Linked DNA regions of Bombyx mori: region 2 is linked to region 1. Evidence: chromatin contacts called from public Hi-C data. All regions are on one chromosome and are shown on one strand. Each heading gives the region's core, a stretch centred on a gene start, on an enhancer-like site or on the middle of the called end of the contact. The rest is flanking DNA. Distances are from core to core; before and after follow the strand shown.

What was found. Hi-C and Micro-C count contacts between places; a contact is called where the count stands out from the background.
Region 2: a contact with region 1 is called in a Hi-C map of whole pupa, with 2.6 times the contacts expected there. The contact joins two enhancer-like sites. A contact is called at or near these places in 2 of 7 Hi-C or Micro-C datasets (middle silk gland and whole pupa).

Annotation. Positions count from the first base shown.
Region 1 is chr6:13,561,141-13,568,243 of ASM3026992v2, forward strand. LOC101746836 (ankyrin repeat domain-containing protein 17) reads left to right here. Exons shown (of 47, transcript XM_062669136.1): 20 at 1-58; 21 at 596-766; 22 at 1,526-1,692; 23 at 1,969-2,086; 24 at 2,404-2,622; 25 at 2,990-3,262; 26 at 3,349-3,517; 27 at 3,694-3,931; 28 at 4,657-4,789; 29 at 4,907-5,007; 30 at 5,197-5,413; 31 at 5,849-5,995. Among protein-coding and RNA genes, the nearest start is that of LOC134199068, 19 kb to the right of the region's middle. Within about 2 kb of position 3,196, at least 4 of the 8 cell types and tissues checked have open chromatin away from gene starts, as enhancers often do.
Region 2 is chr6:13,853,901-13,861,003 of ASM3026992v2, forward strand. It overlaps LOC101735454 (heterogeneous nuclear ribonucleoprotein Q), which reads right to left. Exons shown (of 15, transcript XM_062669163.1): 10 at 6,569-6,714; 11 at 4,434-4,525; 12 at 3,664-3,806; 13 at 3,083-3,142. Among protein-coding and RNA genes, the nearest start is that of LOC134199069, 12 kb to the left of the region's middle. Within about 2 kb of position 3,316, at least 4 of the 8 cell types and tissues checked have open chromatin away from gene starts, as enhancers often do.

The sequences.
Region 1 (7,103 bases), core at 1,946-4,445:
GGAGGTGCCCTCGCTCGTGGCGCTGCCGCCCAACGAGCTGCGCACTCTGGTGTTGCAGGCGAGTGCCACACCAACCCACTATAAATACTTGCTACAAACGAAAATACAATAGGCAAATTACCAGATTCTTTATTGATACAAATTAAAAAACTAATCACGCTATTCATGTTATACCGAGTCTTAGAGTTTCGCGAGAAAGAAAAAAAATAGCCTTCTGAGTCATCTCAAACATATTACAAGGCTCTTTTAAAATTTAAGATTTTAGAACTTCTGGCTGAACAAACAATTGCCTACGTTTTGTCTTTTGAATAGAATAATAATTGTATGTTTCAATTATATAAGCCTATGAACACACATTCTTATATTTGTTCGAACTATAATGAAACGTGTCGCTTGAAGTTACTATATATTGCTTTTCTCTCTTCCTCTACACAGATAAAATAAAAAAGTGCGTTAAAAGCCACCGCTTAATTTAACATAAACAAATAACATTACAAATACATAGCTAATAAGCTACTACTATTCAACATGATGTTTGCTAAAGCCGATAAAGTGATAAATTAAAGTAATAATTATTAAACGATCCTTTGTGTAGGTGATGCAGCAGAAGTCTCAGGAGATTCTCTCTGGTAAATGTGGAGAACTGGAAGGTGAATGGTTGGAGGGCGAGGAGCGCCACGCGCGCCGCCTGTTGGCCGCCGCCGAGCAGGCGCTCGCCACCGACTACACCACCAGGCACCACCATCACCACCACGTCGACGTACCGGTAACGATTCAATCTTAATCTTGAAATTATATTTTTACTAGCTGGCCCGGCAGATCTGTAGTGCCTCAATCAATAAATAAAAGACCTAAACTTTTGTATAAAATAAACTTAAAAGAAACAAAAGGAATCCGTCCGACGGACACATCAAAGAAAAAACAAAATTGTTATTATTTTTTTAATTCCGAGCATTTTCATATTTATCTACTTTTTAAACCTTCTCTGGACTAACACAAATAATTCAAGACCAAAATTAGCCAAATCTGTCCAGCCGTTTTCGAGTTTTAGCGAGACTAACGAACAGCAATTCATTTTTATATATACATAGATTGTGTTCAATTATTGCTACAGACGTATCGACTGATGCTGCCGGTCTTGAGGCCCACTATAGATGTGTCAATTGTTTTGGAAAAACATTTAGGATCGCCGCACACATTGCCAACCACAAAACACTCTCACCAGAATATTTCCTGTAATTTTGATACATTTTATATGTAGCGTGTGGCGGCCACCGGCGTGAACTGTGTGCGGCGAGTCAATATAAAATGTATGAAAATTACAGGAAATATACCAGTGGCGGCGTTTTGTGGTTGTGGTCGGTGGCCCGTGTGCGGCGGCCGTTATTCGATCAATGATTACCTTGTCGCACAAAGTGTAGCCTTTCGGTACAGTGCCACTGGTTCGTGCGCTCACATCATGCGCTAGTTACTAATAAAATCAACAATGACATAAATGATAAGCATGGCCACATATTTGTTTCAGCAACAGCAGAACAACGGCTGTCAGTTCCGGGTAGGCGGGTCACCCCCGTCCGGTGCATTGGAGCCGACGACGCTGCCCCGGGGGACGGAGGAGGATGTGCAGCCGCCCCCCGACCTCCAACAGCACTTCGCCCTTCCACCTCCCACCCTTCCCTATGACGACTATAGGTATGCAATAATGCGCAATTTCTTGTTATTTATAGAGTAGTACCATTTGAAATATTTCCACAGTTGCCACATTAGTTCACTTAGCGAAACCTGTAGATTCCACTATGTCAAAGTCGAAGAATTTTAGATAAGGTTCCTGGCAAAATGTCCTTCCAAATAATGTGATATAGTTTTGTGTTATGTAATTACCCAATTTTGAGTTTTACTACGAGCAATAAAGGTGTCGAAAAAGTATTACTACACTAAATAAAATAAACATATATTGTAAATGAACAGATCGTCGTCGTACACCCCTCCGTTAACGGAACCCCAGCCCCGGCATCCGCAGCAGACAGCACCCCAGCAACACGCCAAGCGCGAACACCACCACGCCAATCCCACCAGCAAGAAAAAGGTTAGCTTAGATCTCTGGATAATTTACATAACTGTCCCGCACCTGGGGATCCCATTCCACAAGTAGTTACCTAGGTAGTGATGCATAACAATCGCGCGGTGTTATATTATATGCATTAAACTTTCGACCGTGACGCTACTGTCTTTTAATAATTTTGAAGAACAAATTACATCTGAGAGATACTTTCAATTGAACAAACTATTTTTTGTCAAGGTTTATAAACATTTTAAATGATGAAATCAAAGCAAGTGACGTTAACATTTCAAAATCCGGATCGTCTCAATAATGGAAAAATGAATAATGTAATTGTTATCCAGAGTCGCGGCGGAGGCGCCAGCGGGGGCGCGCGGGCGCGGGTGGGGGAGGCGGCGGCACCCGCGGCGCCCGCGCCCGCCGCCTACTGCGCCATGGACGTGGACGGCGAGACCGACTCCAACCACGACACCGCACTCACGCTGGCGTGCGCCGGCGGCCACGAGGACCTCGTCGAGCTGCTGCTGTCCCGCGGGGCGGACATCGAGCATCGCGACAAGAAGGTGCGACCACATATAAATAACCCAATATTTACTGGACTTTGTCAGCCCACTGAGTTTCTCACCGGATCTTCTCAGTGGGTCGCGTTTCCGATCCGGTGATAGATTCTGCGAAGCACGGCTCTTGCTAGGCCCAGTGCTAGCAACACTCCGGTTTGAGCCCCGTGAGCTCACCTACACACGTTAGGGTGAAGCTGAAATAGCCTCTCAAGGGTATCAGCATAGGCAGGAAAAAAAATCGAGACAATCGACTAGGATGAATTTTTAAATGTAGTTTGTATCGTGACTTGAAATATAGTATAGTAAAAAATATTGATCTTATCAGTTTCAATTCAGTTAGATATTCAACTAAACAACGTATCAAACTTAGGGTTTCACTCCACTTATCCTGGCGGCTACGGCCGGTCACGAGAAGATCGTCGAGATCCTTTTGAACCACGGCGCAGATATCGAGGCGCAGTCGGAACGCACAAAGGACACTCCCTTGTCGCTGGCGTGCAGCGGCGGCCGCTACGAAGTAGTCGAACTCATCCTCAGCCACGGCGCCAACAAGGAGCACCGCAACGTATCCGACTACACGCCACTGTCGCTGGCCGCCTCCGGGGGCTACGTCAACATCATCCGGCTACTGCTCACGCACCAGGTAAGTGTGATGCGCTGGAACTCTGGAAATCATTATTATCTGTAATGTAATGACAAAAGTTCCGTAACTAAACCTTAACTTCTCAGGCGGAAATCAATTCTCGCACTGGCTCGAAACTGGGTATATCACCGCTGATGTTGGCCGCCATGAACGGTCACACGGCAGCGGTGCGACTCCTTCTCGACTGCGGGTCCGATATTAATGCGCAGATAGAAACCAACAGGAACACGGCGCTCACCCTCGCTTGTTTCCAAGGTACCTCCTAATGTAGTAGCTAGCTGAATTAGAGGTGGGCTCGAAATCAAATCTCATGTAAACTCAAAAAGCGGGCTTGTCGACTCTAAACAAGGAACCATTCATGAAAATCGTAACATTCATTTTGTACTGAACAAGCTTGAAATGTTTTGGACATTGTCAATTTCGCTGTGCAGGTCGACATGAGGTCGTCAGCTTGTTGCTGGATCGCAAAGCGAACGTGGAGCACCGCGCCAAGACCGGCCTCACGCCGCTCATGGAGGCGGCCAGCGGCGGATACGTGGAGGTGGGACGCGTGCTGCTCGACAAGGGCGCTGACGTCAACGCGCCGCCCGTGCCCTCCTCCCGGGACACCGCCCTCACCATCGCCGCAGACAAGGGACACACCAAGTTCGTCGAACTGCTGCTGCAGAGGTAGCTTCCTTTCGCTTTGCTGAAGATTGCTTTGACTCATCAAACCAAAAGCCATGAATGTTTCGTCGCTGACGAGCAGGATAGCCTTTTTTTTGCTTAGATGGGTGGACGAGCTCACAGTCCACTTGGTGTTAAATGGTTACTGAAGCGTATAGACATCTACGACGTAAATGCGCCACCCCACCTTGAGATATAATCACTAAGGTCTCAGAATAGTTAGTTACAACGGCTGCCCCACACTTCCAACCGAAACGCGTTCCTGCTTCACGGCAGAAATAGGCAGGGCGGTGGTACCTACCCGCGCGGCCTCACAAGGTGTCCTACCGCCAGTAATTACACAAATTATAATTTTGTGGGTTAAATTTTTATTACACGATGTTGTTCCTTCACAGTGGGTGTCAATCGTGAACATTTTTTGAGTACGTATGTCATTAAAAAAATTGGTACCCGCCTGCGGGATTCTAACACCGGTGCATCGCTTAATACGAATGCACCGGACGTCTTATCCCTTAGGCCACGACGACATTACTTACTACCTGTGCGAGCTCATAAAAACCCTATCACCGATTGCACCAAATTGCGACCTTCATTTTATTACACGATGTTTGTCGTGTAAACCTCTGGATACTTCGAACATTTAGTATTTTTCACGATCATGAGTAGTTTACGACTGAGTAATTTACGACTATTAAAAACAATAATTGTTACCTTGAATGTCCATCCAGGCGAGCCGCCGTCGAAGTAAAGAACAAGAAAGGCAACTCCCCCCTTTGGCTCGCCGCTAACGGCGGACATCTCGCCGTTGTCGAGATGCTGTACGCAGCCGGCGCTGACATCGACTCTCAAGACAATAGAAAGGTATATTGACTGTTTGATTCGAATTGCAAAATACTAACAAAAAATGAAAACGGTTAAAATAAAAATAAAATTTTATAAATTTCATGGAAATAGAGTATTGTAATACAAATGTTATAGGTTTCGTGTTTGATGGCTGCCTTTCGTAAAGGTCACATAAAAGTGGTCAAATGGATGGTCGGGGTCGTCACGCAGTTCCCTTCAGATCAGGAGATGACTAGGTAACTTTCAATTTAATTTAATTGTATTGCTTGGTCTTAATGGGAGCCCCTGGTAAAAAAATCTGGATACTTACATTCTTAAATTTATTTGACTTGCTATTAAATTGTGCTCTTTATTAGTTTTTATTTTTAAAATAAATCTGGTTTATTGAGTGTTATATTGAATTGTCTGCCTGCTTCGTTGTCCAGGTACATCTGTACCATCTCGGACAAGGAGCTTTTGGAGAAGTGCCAAGAGTGCGTGCGCGTGATCCGCGCCGCCAAGGAGACGCAGGCCGCACGCGCCAACCAGAACGCAACCATCCTCCTCGAAGAACTTGACGCAGAGAGAGAGCGGGAACTCTGTCGAAGGCAGGCCGCTGCCAGGAGACGGGAACGGAAGAAGAAGAAGAAGATGGAAAAAAAGGTAGGAAGGACTTTCATTAAGCGAGTATCGCGATTATTTAAGCTGCTTTTAAATTTTATTATTGATGATAGCTGAGTCCCCCGATGCTATCCGCGGTTATTGTTGTACCGCGGGTCACGCTGCGGGGCGAAGCTAGTCTAAAAAAGTTACTCCTTAAATCATCAGCTACCTATCAGTGGAAGTATCGTCAAAATCGGTCCAGTCGTTCCAGAGATTAGCCAGATCAAACAGACAGACAAAAATAATTTTTTTTGGTATATGTACTACGGTATACATACTTACGCATTTAATAAAAATTGTTATTGCATAATTACAAACAGACACTCCAATTTTATTTATTTGTATAGATGAAATGATTAAATAAAAAAATAAAGATATAATTAACCAACATGGTTAAAATTTTTCATTACACAGTTTGTAAAAACAATCTTACAGGAGGAACGTCGCAAGATGCAAGCGGAGCCGGACAAGAACTCCGAATGTAGTGACAAAGCGCTCGGAGACTGTTCCGAGGGCGGCGAAGGGGACGACGAACCCAGCCCTAAGGAAGAGGGCGACTCCGGCATCGATGCCAACTCACAGGTAAAAATATTCAATACAGTAGGTAAATGGATTTATTTGTTTAATCAACCTTATTGGCACTGATTGATAGATGCGGTGTCCTAGCAAGACTAAGCTGTCATTATATTTCTTACACTGTGGCATGAATAAGCAGTGTCGAAAACTCACTTGCATAACAGATCTATCCATTAAACTTAATCAAAAACACTAGTCTCAAAACTCCAGTATAATAACACTACTTTACAAGGTTTTTTACCCAGAGATGAAACTGATATGTATCGGTAGAGTTATAAACCCTTACTTAAAAACTGAAGCTGGAAAAAAATTAGGACGTCCAATTTTGTAAATATTGATTATATTTATTTATTATAATTTTTATACAGTTATCTTAAAAACAAATAAAAAATGGGTCGTGTTACTTCTTCTTTTATACTGATTCATATCAGTTTCCCTTATTTATAGACCAACAGTAATTCGCTAACATATTTTTATCCCAAAATCCTTGGTATCTTCCCTCGAAAAACTTCAAATCCTGGTGAAAACGTTCGCCATGCTCATCACTCACGCTTCCCAAGTTCTCAGGAAAAAAGACCAGATGAGAATGTAAAAAATGAATTTTTAACGACATATTTACTCCCATTCTTTGGTAATTTCTCAGTAAATTGGAAATAATTTCTGCTAACTGTTTCCTATTCAGATTTATTGTTTCCTAAGAAATTTTTCACTAATGCTCTAAATGAATACCAAGCATCTTTTTCGACATTGGATAAGTTACCATCAAAATTTTCATCCTTTAATATTTAATTATTTGGGGACCCACAAATATTTCTTCTTTGAGTTTTGCATCAGATAAACTAGCTTGTCCATCTTTGTCAAGTGCTTTGACAAAGTTTTTCATTAATCCCAGTTAGATGTAATAGCTGTAAGTTGGGTAATGATGGATTAGGAACTTTTTCAGAATGTAGCACAGGTTTTGTGACTGATGCAACATCAGGATATTGTATGTGCTTTCGGTTTTTGTTGTTAAAACCTGTAGTTTCAGTGAGGCAGAAGTAACAGTCAGTAGTATGATTTGTTAGTTCTCTCCATCTCTATCTCTCTATCATTGGGATGCCGAATCGTAAATGTT
Region 2 (7,103 bases), core at 2,066-4,565, 290 kb after region 1:
CTTTCCTAGAAATAATTTATATGACAAAACAACGTTTGCCGGGCCAGCTAGTTTAATTGTAAAATTGATGTTCATCGCTTTAAGCCCACACGCTTCACAGTAGAAATGGTTGAGATTGTGGTGGTACCTATCAATCTTTTTTGTCTAAATTAAATGGGCCCTTAGTGGCCACTAAATGCCAGGCGAATTGTAGATCTCAATAAAAACACCGTTATTGACATGTGAATGGTCTCAAGTCTTAACTTGCAAAAAGTTTTTTTTTGAAAAACTATTGAGATAGTTTAGTTATTAATAATTGAGCATAACATTTTATTTTAAGGTCTCTTGTGACAGGGTCTCTTGTTTTGATTATTGTTGAATCTCTGATTAGTAAATAGTACCATTGTATGGTTCAACCATCACGTAGGTATAGATATGAGATGTGATTCAAATTTAAAAAAATAGAGGTCAGTAATAGTTGATACGACACACAAAGTTCCACTAAACGTAATAATGGTAGATAAAGAAAACAAACTGAACCGGGGGATTCACGATCTTGGTCCTTCTACGGAAAACTAAACCAAGTGACTTTGTTAAAATAGTTCTTCTTCGGTTCGTGGTTTGGATAATTTAACTGTATCTTTGTATGGAGCAGCAGTAGGCAGAAGCTCAACTCTGTTCCTGGCATTGCTGATGTCCATGAGCGACGGTGACCACTTACCTTCAGATGGGCCGTATGCTTGCCTGCCTGCTCGGGCAATAAAAAAAAACAAGGACGACCAATAAAATATTAGGGACAATTTGGCAAGCATTCGGTTAAAACAGCATTTTGTAGGCGAACTTTAAAACGGATAGTTTCCTTGTTGAACTAAGTTATCGAGCAACATGGACCCGTAAAAGATTGCAGAAAGGATTTTTAGATCAAACTTTACTTTTTGAAATCTTTCCTTAGCTGAAAATAATAAAAAGTCTGTACAATAATCATAATGTAATGGCGAATGTGTTCATAACAAAACCGCACATTACCGAAAAATTTGGTCAGAGACAAGTTATTTATGAAATAACCATAGAGTATGTTTTTGAAAATATAACGAAGAACTGAACAACTCAACACTCATGAGTAAAATTCAATAATAAACGAAATCGTTAATGAGCATCATCAAGAAATACTATTCAAAGTAATAAATAGTTTGCTCCTCGAGTTTCGTTAAGAGTATAAGCTATTTATTGTATAAGTCCGACATCCCGTTGAACCGTATAATGGCTTATAGAGTCAGGAGCGAGCTGGAAGTTGAACCAAAACCACATTCCCCCCCTTCTGGTAATTCATTAATAAAGTCCTTAATTTAGTTATAGGTACTAAATATACGACGAGATATATGATGGTTCTCATTGCGTCTTTGAACTTTTTAGAATTACTAGCTGACCCGGCAAACCTTGTTTTGCCAAACCTATAAATTATTTTTGGGATAATTTTTTTGTGTGGACCATCTTAACATTTAGGGGTGTGAAAAATAGATGTTGATCAATTCTCAGACCTATCCGATATGCCCACAAAATTTCATGAGAATCGGTTGAGCCACTTCGGAGGAGTTTGGCAACAAACACCGCGACACGAGAATTTTATATATTCGATTCAGATATATTTTATTTAGAGGCGTTGTAGAGTCACCGATACTATAGTACTATTGTACCCTACTTTTTTTAAGTAAACAAACTCTTATATGTTCTGTAAAGCCTCATTCACAAGTGACGTTCCAATCGCGACATCAAAATCACCAGCTACCCGCATACGTAACGCAAAATGGTCGGCATCGTCTAAAAATATTCAAATACCTTCTATCTAATTAAAATACGCATTTTAATCTATTATCTACTTAACGGTTACATTCCTATAATACGAAAATAAAAATAAATACGGCAACACTAACTGCATTTTTAATGTCGACTTTCGGCTGGCAACGATAATAGTCTTCGCAAATTTAATTATCGGTCCAAAACCAGGCTTGTTAGTAACCCGCACTCTTAAACTTTGTATAGTGTACGGTAATATTATATATTATTGCGTTCATTGATAATAAAGCGTGTGATAAGTGTCAGATAAAACAAATGTGTGAGATGAAGGGAAGGGACTCTTCGTTAATGCGTAAAGTTACAACACCCTGTATGTTAGTTAGTGATATTTAAAACGACCGATAACAGTAGTGCTATAGATCATTACGCAAATTAAGCGGTCACACATCAACAATTACGACATTTTCTGCCATAATTTTGCAAGCATTTACACACACATTTATCTGAATCGCGCGAGTGGACAAAAACCTCAGACATTTTTTTCGTTAGTAAAAGTGTTGCCAGAATTCAGTTCCAAGAATCCTGTAAAGGCATCTACTTTTAAGATTATTGGATATTCTCGGCAGTTTCCTCAAAAATATTACATGCTCTCTCTACAACATGCCGTAGCGTAATAAGTTTCACGCTAATCGTCGCTAAGTCCGTGTCTGTGTAATTCCTTCTAGATACTTAGCACCAAATTCCAATTATAACTACTAAAAAAAATTACTAAACATGGCAACACAATATCGTTACCAGAATAAAAAAAAACTACCAAATACTTTTACAAGAAAAAAAACGGTTGAACGAAACAATCAGGTACCTATTTCTATGCAACTATTTAGTTTACATAATCTACCAATCTATGGAACATATAAAACATTCGTCTAAGTCAGCGGTCGGGGAACCGGGGTAAATTACCCCAAATGAGATAAAATGAAATTTTGGGGGGTAAAAATGAAGCTTTTGTGAGTAGAAAGTATATATTGAAGTGAAACTTCTTTAGAATCGTGATTTCAAACTCGATGAAACGAAATAAAATGAAACGAAAAAATAATATTTTTTTTAATAATTATCATGGGGTCTATAATATGAAAGATGCTAAAAAGAAGCGATTGCGTTTTTTTTGTTCTTTGCCACAGGGTAATATTAACTTACACAAAAATATTTTGGGCTAATAATTAAAAAAGTTCCCCGAACGCTAGTCTAAGTTATAATAATAAAAAATTAGAATAATAAGAAATTTGGAATAATTCAGTTCTGTCGGTACCTGAGTGCCTCCGGTTAGGTCGTAGTAAAGTGAGTTGGCTCCTAGGCCGAGCTCGTCGTCCTGAGTGAGGCATTCACCAAGCGGGTCAGTAAGTCTTCTTAATACAAACGTTGCAACAACATTACTAGTGTTATTCAAGCGTTCCGAGCGACGGAGACGCTGGGGGGGTCACTTACAAAGCAAAGCACTACTACATGGTGGTGACAAGCGCGGCGAGATGATAAGCGGTGCCAACGAGGAATGTCAACGGACACGAAGCGCTAGGGGAGACGGGCGTGTTAGTCGGAGCGGCCTCAGCCATATAGACCTGATGGTGGCCCCCCGCGGCCCCCGCGAGCACGTCCGTCCGCCTTAGTATAATCACCACCGTCAGGCCTACACACTACCGTTTTACCGAGTCACTAACTCCATTCGAGGACAGGATTCAACAAAATCATTAAAAAGAAAAAAATTAAACTATTGATGATAAAAATTTGGCAACTCAAAAAAAATAAATCAATAGAACAATGATGAGTAGAGCGAGGAGCGACTAGTGACTAGTAAATAAGTGATAACATTAGTGAGTGTGTGTGGGGACCCACCGGCTGCGGTCTGTTGGGAGGCTGGCGGACGGCGGACGGTTGCGGCGGCCCCGCGTAATCAAAATAGAACTCATCGTACCGGTAAAACGGCTCATTGTAGCCACCTCGGTAATCACCGTATCCGTAATAGTCGTAATCATAATCTATAAACACACAACACAGGCCTTTTAGAGGCTAAGCTATACTAACGCTAACTTACAAGCTAGGGGGGCGGGCCCCTCCGCTCGGGAGCTACATGCATGGCCTACGTCCTCTTCGTAACACACACAACAATTACAAACTCGGATCGTCAGCAGACGACGCGGCCCACCACCGTGCCCTACTACCAGACACTTCTGAAACCGAATAAGTACATCAACTCCAAATGTTGCGTTCAAATGACGTTTTAGATATAAAAGCATGCGGTTCGGGGGGGTCAAGCTGTAAGTAATGTTATGTCGTTTAAATGATCGGTGCAGTTATACAGTTAGCCCTTCTAAATATAGTTTTAGGGAGTGAAACGTTTCTTCGGTTTGTCTATGAATTGCGTTAATCAGACACGCAGAGGTCGATCTAGCCAAGTCCTACGTCGGCTGGGCGGGCGCGGGTCGGCAGCGTTAGTAAGGGATGAGTGGCAGTGTGCGAGTGTCGCGCGGGGACCACACCGTGTTCACAGTTGGATAGTGTGAGTAGTGGCGGAGGGTGAGAGAGCACGTGTGTCGTCACATCGGTTAGTCGTTAAGTCCGCGGGCGACAGATGTCGCTGGCGGCGTGGTGCGTGCGGCACTGACCGTAGTCGGGGCGGGCGTGCTGCGGGCGCGGCGCCTGCTGCGGCGTGCGGCCCCGCATGGCGTGCGGCGGCGAGCACCCGCACCAGTCGAACCTGCGCAGGGCGAGCTCGTCAACGTCCCTCGACGATACAAATTCTCCAAATGCCATTTTAAATCATGCCTCATTTTTTTAACTGAATTCAGCCGAAACTTCACAAAAACTTATCAATTTTTTTATTGCTTATATGAGTGGACGAGCTCACAGCCCACCTGGTGTTAAGTGGTTACTGGAGCCCATAGACATCTACGATGTAAATGCGCCACCCATCTTGAGATAACAGTTCTAAGGTCTCAAGTATAGTTTCAACGGCTGCCCCACCCTTCAAACCGAAACGCATTACTGCTTCACGGCAGAAATAGGCAGGGCGGTGGTACCTACCTGCACAGACTCACAAGAGGTTCTACCACCAGTAGAATTAAATTCTTTGATAAACAACAAGCCAGAACTTTAAAGTTTGTGTGAAATTTTCAATCGACGCACACAAGACAAAATCAACGTATTTTAATCAACAGCTTTAAAGCTTTTAAAATAATTATTACGACCAACGCAAACAAGACTTTGTCTCGGCAGCGACATCCAATACTCAATTCGCCAGTTTTATATTCTCAACCAGAAATGATGGATTCCGGAAATCCATCATCTCTCGTGTCAATATCAAAACACCAAAGCACAAGACTGACGTCTAGAGCGGCACGTAAATAAAAAACTTCAGAGGTGTCAAGGGACACCCGGATGGAACGAAGTTCCTTTCGATTAATTAGTGAAGGAATTGTAATTTTTTTTTAAAGTTATAATAATAAATTACGGCATTATGAAGAAGAAAAAAACAATACTATGAACTAAATTACTATTGTTGAAACGCTATCTCGAGAATACGCGGACCAATCGGATACGAGCAATGTCACGCGATAAGCGCCTACACGTTGATTGGTCAGAATGACGGATCTAAAAAGTGTCGTGACAACTTTTCGTAAGAATTTTTTCCGTCTAGTCCCCTTTCACAACGCGCGATAAGGAACTTCGTTCCAAAAACACAAACATCGATAGAACGTGAAAATAAATTGCGTGAACAAAACATCGATTCTGAGGGACACTTCCTCTAGCGTAGTTTTGTAAAGCAAATGAGGAGACAAAGCTTCTAACGTTCGTGTTCGACATTTATTAACAGTGCGTCTGCAAAACAAGATCCACTTTAGCCATAGGGCAGCACGTCTCGACGGGTGAAAAGTTTAGCGACATTGTTGCAGCTTTACAGGGAAGCCATTTAAAGTTTAAAATTTGGAAAATAAATGATAACAAAAAAACTTCTTCAGCTATCTGAATGGAGTAAGGTTAAATTGAAGTTCAATTAAAAATATGAAATTGTTGATACTAATACCAAATAAAACGGACCTTCAATTACAAAGATTAATGTAGCTTAATAACCTTTCACCCCTCGATAAGTAGCTGCGATAATTCGTTTTAAGAAATATTTAAATTTACTTAAAATTTGACCAGTAGTAACATTCTGAGTAAACATCTTATTATAATAAAATTACATGTTATGAGTTGGTTTATATATTACGTATACATTTTCACACTATATGAGCAATATTATTTAGGTCGGTTTAAAGTTTGCGGTCTCCGTAATGCTTATTCAATTCTGCAGTTCACAAAAAAGGAAACAACACTTTATGTCTAACGTCCAAAAGCATAAAATTAACGTGGTTATTGATAAAGTAATAAGATCGAGTGTTTAGATTTCCTGTCTAACTTCAAAACGCTAACCGATCAATATTATAAACGAATATTACACCCACGAGGCTTTCAAAATCAACCAAAAAAAAGATCTTGTTTTGCAAACTGTACTTCCACGACGACAACGGCTTGCCTTTATCGGCTGTCGTGTTCTCCTCGCGCTTTATCCTTTTCTCAGACCTAGGCAAGAGTACCAAACATGAAAACAACGGTCGACGGTTAAACCCGTAGTACAGTTGTTCGAACAACTTTTACTAAAATCGTGCGAACCCAATTTAGTAATTGTTTTTTTGTGAACGATCCCCAATTTCTCCAAATCCGTTCACGTTCACACGCAAGGACCCCTGCGAGCACTAACCCAGAGCGTCCGTGTATCATCTGCATCATACGACGTTCGCGAGCACGTAGGATCTCCTCCTTCTTCTTCTTGTCCGAAGGTGGTTTCGCCAGTGACACCTCCAAGCGGGATCCTCCCAGGTCTTTCCCGTCCAATTCTTGCATCGCCTGAAATTGAACACAAGTAACGGAATTAGGGAAAATTTATACACGGAAGTATTTTACATAGGATCTCTCCTTTTTTTCCCCTACCTAGCTGAGAGCTTTGAGAGGCTATTTCAGCGTAATCTTAATTAGTAGGTGAGCTCACGGGGCTCAAACCTGATGACGTTGCTAACACGAACCCTAGCAAGAGCCGTGCTTCGCAGAATCTACCACCGGATCGGAAACGCGACCCACTGAGAAGATCCGGCGAGAAACTCAGTGGGCTGTGTTGATGGTTAATTTACTCGTCGAGCTCTTCGTCGCAAGCGACAGGTTCGACGAAAACGATGACCGGTGCTTGAGGTACCTTAAAGCACCGTTAGTGGATCGGGAGGATCCGAGATGTGTTTGGG